Regions from separate parts of the Mus musculus genome. Here all the other regions are linked to region 3. A link is a contact called in public Micro-C data. All regions are on one chromosome and are shown on one strand. The core of a region is the stretch at or near the end of the contact, and the rest is flanking DNA. Distances in the headings are between cores, read along the strand shown.

Evidence for each region. Hi-C and Micro-C count contacts between places; a contact is called where the count stands out from the background.
Region 1: a Micro-C map of granulosa cells shows a contact between it and region 3, with 1.9 times the contacts expected there. The contact joins two enhancer-like sites. A contact is called at or near these places in 6 of 15 datasets of contacts at CTCF or cohesin (the G1E-ER4 cell line, the NIH/3T3 cell line, embryonic stem cells and 1 more), 101 of 484 Hi-C or Micro-C datasets (the AtT-20 cell line, the Ba/F3 cell line, the C2C12 cell line and 61 more), 8 of 115 datasets of contacts at active chromatin or transcription factors (Th17 cells, astrocytes, embryonic stem cells and 3 more) and 5 of 9 other capture datasets (adipose tissue, embryonic stem cells, embryonic tail and 2 more).
Region 2: a Micro-C map of granulosa cells shows a contact between it and region 3, with 3 times the contacts expected there. The contact joins the promoter of Greb1 here to the enhancer-like site in region 3. A contact is called at or near these places in 12 of 39 promoter capture datasets (the 3T3-L1 cell line, 3T3-L1-derived adipocytes, the HPC-7 cell line and 5 more), 28 of 484 Hi-C or Micro-C datasets (the AML12 cell line, the Ba/F3 cell line, the HPC-7 cell line and 19 more), 8 of 115 datasets of contacts at active chromatin or transcription factors (the SCID.adh cell line, T-cell acute lymphoblastic leukemia, a colorectal cancer cell line and 3 more) and 3 of 9 other capture datasets (adipose tissue, liver and pancreatic islet).

The regions. Positions count from the first base shown.
Region 1 is chr12:16,717,657-16,720,356 of GRCm38.p6, forward strand. All of the region lies in intron 9 of Greb1 (gene regulated by estrogen in breast cancer protein), which reads right to left. Among named protein-coding and RNA genes, the nearest start is that of Ntsr2, 66 kb to the left of the region's middle. Within about 2 kb of position 1,440, at least 16 of the 459 cell types and tissues checked have an H3K27ac peak or open chromatin away from gene starts, as enhancers often do. A contact at or near this core is called in Sertoli cells and granulosa cells, where this site is marked.
Region 2 is chr12:16,799,502-16,802,201 of GRCm38.p6, forward strand. It overlaps Greb1 (gene regulated by estrogen in breast cancer protein), which reads right to left and starts at 1,385. Exons shown (of 35, transcript NM_015764.4): 1 at 1,146-1,385.
Region 3 is chr12:16,759,013-16,761,712 of GRCm38.p6, forward strand. Greb1 (gene regulated by estrogen in breast cancer protein) reads right to left here. Exons shown (of 35, transcript NM_015764.4): 2 at 440-521. Among named protein-coding and RNA genes, the nearest start is that of Greb1, 41 kb to the right of the region's middle. Within about 2 kb of position 1,444, at least 19 of the 459 cell types and tissues checked have an H3K27ac peak or open chromatin away from gene starts, as enhancers often do. A contact at or near this core is called in Sertoli cells, granulosa cells, muscle stem cells and 1 more, where this site is marked.

The DNA of each region.
Region 1 (2,700 bases), core at 190-2,689, 41 kb before region 3:
AAAATCTAATGAGAAAGTGGTTTAATCAGAAGTAGAGAGAATACAAGTAAAATGCTTAAATGAAATGCTTAGCCAAGGGTTTGGGCTCAGTAAACTGCAGCCACCAGCATCAACCTCCTATTACTGAAATGTCCAGCACTCAGTGCACCAACACAATTTTGCCACTTGAGGGCAGTGCTGATCCACTGCACACCCCCTTCCTGCCCTCCAACCCCACTGTCACCCCCCATCCAACCTGGACAGCTAATGTCACATGTTGCAAAGGAAGACCAGAGGCTGGACCCACTGTTGCATGTGAGTCTCTGCCCACTCTAGACGGCAACATGCTCATGACTTAAATCTATTTGTAAATTATTCAAAGTACCAAGAATGGGCCACCATATTTTCTTGAAAATCCTGACAAATTTTCTCATCTCTAGAGCCCCTTGTCTTAACCCTGCTGTACTTTAAATTCACCTGGACACTTTTAAAACCACCTAGCCAAGGGTGGCGGTGCATGCCTTTAATCCCAGCACCCAGAAGACAGAAACAGGCAGATTTCTGTTGAGCTCAAGGCTAGCCTGGTTTACATTGTAAGTTCCAGGCCAGCTAGGGCTACATGGTGAGACTCTGCCTTTAAAAACAAGATAAGCAAACAAAAACCTGTCTGTCTGAGCACAAGCCTAGTCCAAGGAACTCAAGTAGCTCAGCATGTGGGGAGCGCGTCATTCTGATAACTGGAGCTCCCAGATGATCTGAACCCAGGCTGAGGGTAACATCACCTTCAGTGGAAGCAGAGAGCACACACAGACCTGGAAGATGCTCATCCAAGCTGTCTCTGCTAGACTCTCCTTAGAGCTACCACAGAGGGCCTCTGAGTTAACGGTAAGGGTGCACATGCTGTCACTAGTAGTGCACATGCTGTCACTAGTGCCTGGGTTTTTCTGAAGCCTGAGGCAGTTTGAGATTGACTGTCGTAGAGTCCCTCCAAAGGGACCTCAAATGCAACCTCATCATTAGACAGACCAAAGCAGAAGAAAATAGAGAGAAACAAAGTAGCACAGGGTTGAAGGGCATGAAGTACTTTCCCTACAAAGCCCTTTCAAACCGGCAGGTTTCTTTGCATCAGAGATAGGGCCCTACCTCTGCACCAGGTGTTCAGCTCGCACAACACTAGTCCCAGAAACAGAGGAAGAACTCCTCAGAGAGAGGACGGGCCGCTCCTCTAGGAAGTGCTTCTGAACTACTAGAGGGCAGGGCTGCAGCTGAGGATTCTCTTCCTCCTCTAGAAGGTTAACAGGAAATGCCTCTACTGGGACTCTTCCCCAGTAAGTACTCTCAAAACATCAGATACCAGCGTACCTGGTAGAGGGGACCCCATCTGGCATTTCTGAGGAGGAGGTCCCCTGCTTCCTTAGAGCCCAACCCTCGTCTGAGACAAGGCTCCTAGTTCATATCCTCCACCAGGGGGCAGCATTTCACTGAGAGCAGCCAGTGTCACTCAGAAGGAGTTTCCTACACACTGCTTTTGAGTGTCTCCTTCCCCCAAGGACAGAAGGCATGATAGCTCTGATTAATATGCCTGTACTCAACTCTGTGACTCGGGTGAGCCAGTGTCTCTGACTTAGTCCCTCTCTCTGTCAGGCTCACCAGAGCCGTGTGCTGGGACTTCAAGAATTCTTTAATGGGAGAGGAGACTATGGCCCTGAGTTGAGCTCTAAAGGCCATCTAACAGAGGTGGGGTGAGCACTTAGAGACGGGATAGAGTGTGAACATCATGTTGAGCCACCAAGGCAGTGAACAGCTGAAGGCGGAGAATGGGGTTCAACGGGCTGATCCCAGAAGATCTTTTAAGGCTCCAGCAGCCTGGAGTTTAAAGATCTCCATTCCCCACACAACTCCACAAAGTAGGCTTGGGGAGTTCAAGTCCAATCCTGAGGGAGCCTCTGTAGGCTACTGCCCAAAGCCAAGCTCCGGGCCCAGGCTGAGCAGAGCTGGCACACTGTTGCCTGAGGTATGAGTTGTATGACACCAGGACTAAGTGTCTTCTAGCTAAGCTCAGGGGGAAAGCCATGGACAGCGAGGACCTCCTGTCCTTATGACCAAGGGCAGTCTTTGGTTATGTGGCTGCTGCTGCATCAGCACCTGGAGGAGAAACAGCCCCTGGAGGAAGGTAGGAGTCTTCAGGGTAGGGTGGGGAATGATAAGGGCTCCAGGAACGTGGAAGCTAGTCAAGACTGAAGAGTCTTGGATCCATGCAGGGGCAGGAGGATTGCATCTACAGAGAAGCCTCTGGGCACAACAGAATTATATTCCAGCCCAGGGTGCTTCTCTGAACCTCAGTCTCTTCCTCAGTGGTAAAAATAAAACTCAGGCACCACACTCTACCCATGAGCTGCAACCCCATTCCTAGGATGGACATTTTCTAAGGATCCTTCCAGTGTAGTGTCTCAGACCCTAAGCGCCAGCTCAGCCCTGTTCACAGAGTCAAGGGAGGAGGGAGAGACAAAGCAAGAAGAGAAGGGGAGCAGAGAAGACTTGATGTCAGAAGGCTTGAAAGCAGAGAAGTCTTGTCCCTAAGACGTGTCCTTAGGAACAGCGATGGTGGGAGAGCACTGGACTGGAGTCTGAAGGCAGTCCCCAGGTCTCTTTGCCCCCTTCCTCCCACAGGTCTCTGGTACTCATTTATCTCCTCCACCAGATATTAACTGGGCAGGCAAG
Region 2 (2,700 bases), core at 135-2,634, 40 kb after region 3:
GCTTTAGTCACCTTCAATAACAAGAAGGGCCAAGGTGGAATGCCAATTTCAAACCAAAATGACTTCTAACTCCGTGAAGAATACTCTTATCAGAATGAGGAAGAACGGATATCCCGAAGCAAATGTTGCGGGATAACCAAAAGTCACAGATCCTACTGTAAACTTTAAATGAGCCAAAGTTCAGCGTGGGAGGTTGGGGGGGGGCGTAAAGAAACTAAGAAAACCGAGATGGACTCTAAATTAAAACTCCCAGCAACATCAGCCCACCAAGCAATGCAAACTCAGACCTGCACACGTCTTTTTGAGACTAAGTTCAGAATCATCTTGTGTGACGCCCATTGTTAAAGGCAAAAGATTGTCCTTGATGGGACTAAATGGGTGTTTATTTGGTTAAATTTACACATTCATGGTTTTAAAGGGCTAATAAAACAGCATTTCAAGCCCTGGGGCAACACTTGACTCTATAATAAAAGTTGATTCAAGAAAAACTTCAGTCTATAAAATAGGTAATTTCTTTTGGTTGCTCCTCAGGACCAAGGATTAAATGAGGTTTGACAGCAAATGGCCCAGTGTCTCTCTGCATGGAGTGTCTCCTGGCCTTCCTCCACAACCCTAACCCTGATCACTGGTGGGCTGGCGGACGCGTGTGTGTGTGTGTGTGTGTGTGTGTGTGTGTGTGTGCGCGCGCACACACACACACACACACACACACACACACACTTTCTTGGACTTCAGCCAGTAGCCTTTGTTTGTGGCTCCCAACGGAGATCCAATAACCAAACTCAACCAATGATCACCACAGCCACCAGCCTTTCACAGGCTGGCCACTCTGGGAAGAAGTCCCATTTCTCCCTTGTCCCACGTGCTGCAGAAGACGCGGCTGCCACCACCCCCGGGGGGCAGCGGGCGGCAAACAGCCTCCCCAAAACGGAGCCGCGGTGTACACAACCTGGAGCAGTGCTGTCTTTTTCCTAAAGTTCTTACCTACGCAGCCGAAGCCTTCACCATGTGCCAGGAGCGCTCTGGCTCGTTCTGGCTGTGGCTCTAGATGGCTCTCTCACTCACTCACACACACGCGCACACACTGACATGGACACCTCCCACACCCCTTGGCGCAAGACCCCCAGCCCTGCGGCCACCCTCACCTCGCGCCCTTTGTCCTCATCCGGCGTCCTCGGAGCCCGCGCTACCGGAGCCGGCGCTGCGCAAAGCCCGGAGCCGCGGAGCCTGAGAGTCCGCCCGTCCGGGTCTTGCGGGCCACCGTGATTGGGGGGCGGGGGGGGGGGGCGGCAAGGGGAGACCTGAGCTGGGACTGCTGCTCCGGCTCCGGCTCCGTCCAGGTGTAGGCACAGGAGATTGGCTTGCCCCGTCCCGTCCCCGCTGCAGGCACCCACCGCCTCGCTGGGTTCTCACGGGGTTCCCGGTTTGGGAGGGGTCCGCGCGGAAGTCGGAAGCCTCCGGGGACAGAGGTCATTTGTTGCTTGGCCACAAATGCCCGAAGAGGAGGTGGGGTTGGGAGGACGAACCAGTGAGCAAGACCCCCCCCCCCTCCCAGATGTCTCCACCCGGCGCAGGGCGTGTCTGTGGACCGCAGGACAATACCCCTGCAGTTCAAGCCGACAGAGGTAGGGGACTTAGGCCCCCAACAGTGGAGATTGATGAACGCCCTACAATAAGGAAGTTGCCTAACATCAGCAGAGGAAGAGCCTGGAACCCCTAATACTAGCGGGTGGAGCCAGAACTTTCCCTGATGCGAGAGTGGGTCAGAAGGATGAGCACTGGAGGGAAGGAGCAAACCTGCACTTGCCGGTGCAAACCTTTCTGGCCCCTGTAACACAGAGGTGGCTGCGAGCAGCCAGCAGAGAAAGTGGGGGAAATTGAGGGAGCCAGACCACAGAAGGAACCCATGGTCATCAAAGCTTCCTCCTCCTCCTCCTCCTCCTCCTCCTCCTTCTTCCTCCTCCTCCTCCTCCTCCTCCTCCTCCTGCTCCTCCCTCTTCTGGAAATCCCTGTGTGTTTAGAACTTGCCAGAGACATCCCGAGCACCTTGTACCCTCCTGCCATTCAAGAACCCCAGCCATGCTAGCGAGATGCTAAGTGGGTACAGGAGCTTGCAGCCAAAAACTGAACCCCTGTGTTGGATCCTAGTTACTCACTTGAGGAAAGGTAAGAAGCAACTGCTGCAAGCTGTCCTCTGTTCCCCAAACTGCAACACACATCGAATAATAATAACAACAACAACAACAGCAGAGCGCTTGAGCCAGCCTCACAGCCAAAGGTCCTAGAAAAACAGGGAGCCTGTCTGACTAGGAGCAGGAGACAATAGGAGAATAAGCATCAATCTCCCACAAAATGGGCAGGTTGAGGAATGCTCTCCTATCCCCACTTTCCTAATGGCAGGGGCATCAACTTCCTATTCTAATTAGGAACTATTCCAAGCACAGTCGAGACTAGGAACAGTTAACATGATGAGCCCCGTGCCTAAGACCTAGCCAAGCCTAACTGACTGCAGATGTTTGTGTAATGAAATTATTCAAGAAGTAGTCCTGTCGATAGACTGATTGCCTAGGATGGGGTGAGTTCCCCAGCCATACATAAATATAAGTCAAGCTTGGTGGCCCATGCCTGTAAAGTCAGCTCTCCAGGAAATGAGACCTGGAGGATCAGAAGTCACTGTTGGCTACATCAAATTTGAGGCTA
Region 3 (2,700 bases), core at 194-2,693:
AAAAAACAACAACAAAAAAAACAAACTTAAAAGTTTCTGATTTTATGCATCTATGTGAAGAACAAATGGAAGGCCAGGATGACAAAATGCTGGTGTTGGCTATAACAACAAAAGCAACAATAACAAAAACAAACAAACAATCAAACAAGGACTCCACATAAACTCCACCCACACATTCCTACCCTAACTCGGAGCTTTCCCCACCTGCCTGGCTCTCTGCAATGACTCTCTTCTGGAAGCAGGACCCATACTTGAGGTTTGGTTCTACAAAAGAAAGCCCTTCTCACTTGGTCTCTTTCCTCCGTCAAATACAAAATAAAAGTTCAGACCTCACAGTGAAATGTCTATCCCTGGCATAGGTTACAGGAAAATAGTCTCCAGGGAAGCTTTGGGACATCTGTGCCTGGGTTCCAGGCCCATCCTTCTCACCCACTGTTACCTTGTGACCCGTGGCAGATCCCATGCCTCTGCCCTCCGACCTCCTTGGAAGTACATGAAGATAATGATGCTTTATGGGAGCTCTGTGGGGATTAAGTAGAATGACGCACTTAGCAGTGGTTGCTGGCAGTATTTGTCCTTTTCTTAAAGGTTAATTTCTTTTAGGTGTACGAGTAGTTTGCCTGCATGTATGTGTGTGTACCACGTGTGTGTACCTGGTGCCCATTCTGGCCAGGAGAGAGGATTGAATCCCCTGGCACTGGAGCTACAGATGGCTGTGAGCCATCACGTGGGTGATGGGAATCAAACTTGCATGTTCTGCAAGAGAAGCCATTGCTTTGAACCACTGAGCCATCTCTCCAGTCCCTGGCATTATTTAAAATGAAGATTATAAATCCCTCTGTCAGTCATAAACATACTTCCTCATCTGTCTTGTGCTGTTTGCCTACGTTCAACCCCCACCTCCTGTCTTTTGAACCTAGAACTTAAAAACTGGGTCTTTGGGAGGCGAAGAAACCTTTGAACTGTGGGGACTCACTCTGGGTCCATATCAGCCAGTCTCTCTCAAGGTCTTTTCCTTCCACTAGTGTCGTTGCTCACTCACTCTCCCTCAGGCAAACATTTAGGGGTATCTGATATATAATGGGGATGAGTGGCCACTCCCCAGAGCCTTCATTTTCTCAGCAAAATGAGGTCTAAAATACGCCTAGAAGACCGTTGAGCTGAAGAGTTTTAAAAGATAGTGACATCCTACCAAATCTTTGATGAACCGTGTCATGTCCTAGACGCCCTGCAAAGGCAATCCACACAGAAACACATAAGCCACACCCCTGTCCCACCAGCTCTCCAGCATCAGTAACATGACAGCCTTGGTACCCACTAATGCCGGTAAGGATGGACCCAGCTCACTGCTTGGAAGATGCACATCTCCCTCCTCCTACAGAGCCAGACAGGCTCGGGCATGTATCCCTAGCTGTGAAACAATGAGTCTGATTACGAACTTACACTGAAGAGGCTCTGGCTGCCTAGGTGACTCTGCACTGCCAGCTGCCACAATTAGAAACATTCCAGGCAGTTCTAGGTCAGGATGACCCAGCTGCTACAGTTTTGTTGTTGTGTTGTTTTGAGGTTTTTTTCCCCCCACTGATACAGTTTGCGGTGGATCTTCCAACAACAGCTTAAGGAGAGATAAGAATTCAGTGGCTTTTGCTCAAAGCAACAATGTTATGAACTCTGCCCTTGAGACACAGGCAGGTCCCAGTCAAGGAAACCATGAACACTTTTATGTCTCTGGCTACAACTGACCATGAGTATAATTTTCAGAGACCTCCCAGTCCCCACTGAGCGCACCACAATTTCTCAGTAACAGAATTCCTTGCAAGAGATCCTACCCATCCCCCAACATAGAGCACACATAAATAACATGAGGGTCTCTGAGGAGATTCTCCAGTAAGGGAGCGAGGAAAACAAAAACAAGAAAGCAATGAATGATCCTGAATATCAGATCCCTGCCAAAACTTTGCAGGGGAAAAAAATTAACGTTTTCCACATTATTCTTGCTAGCATTAACTCATTACTATGGTTGGCTTCTACACGTCTAAGGTGAGCTATTCAAATAGTGAGATCCGTGAACGGTAGCAGGGAAGAGCATGCGCTCAGGTGAGAAGCTGCAGCCCTCACATCTTTAGCACATTCTATAATTGTCAGTTGTTTGTCTGAGACGCATCTTAGTAGCTCAGGCTAGCCTCAGACTCACCATATGGCAAAAGCTGACCTCAAACTCCTGATCCTCCCCCTCCAAGTACCACCATGCTCTCTTGTTCATTAATATATAGGGGAAAAGCTGGAAGGAAGTACACTAAAATGTGAACAAGGTATGTTAGCGAAGCAAAATTATAGGCACTTTTAGTTCTTCTTCCTAATTTGTATCCTCTGTCGTTACTTGGTTTTGCTTATGCAAATGACCACAAGCAATTTTTAAAACATGTTTTCTGTGTCTGAGTGTTTTGCATATATATATATATATATATATATATATATATATTCCATCATCCCAAGTAATCAAGAACCTGAACTTTATCCTAATATTTTTAAGACAGGATCTTCCTATGTAGCCTTGGCTGTCCTAGAACTCATTCTGTAGACCAGGCTGGCCTTGAACCCACAGAGCTCCACCTGCCTCTGCCTCCCCAGTGCGGGGCTAAAAGCCATGCGCCACAGCGCCCAGCCTGGATTTTATGTCTTATTTGTCCCTTGTTTTCC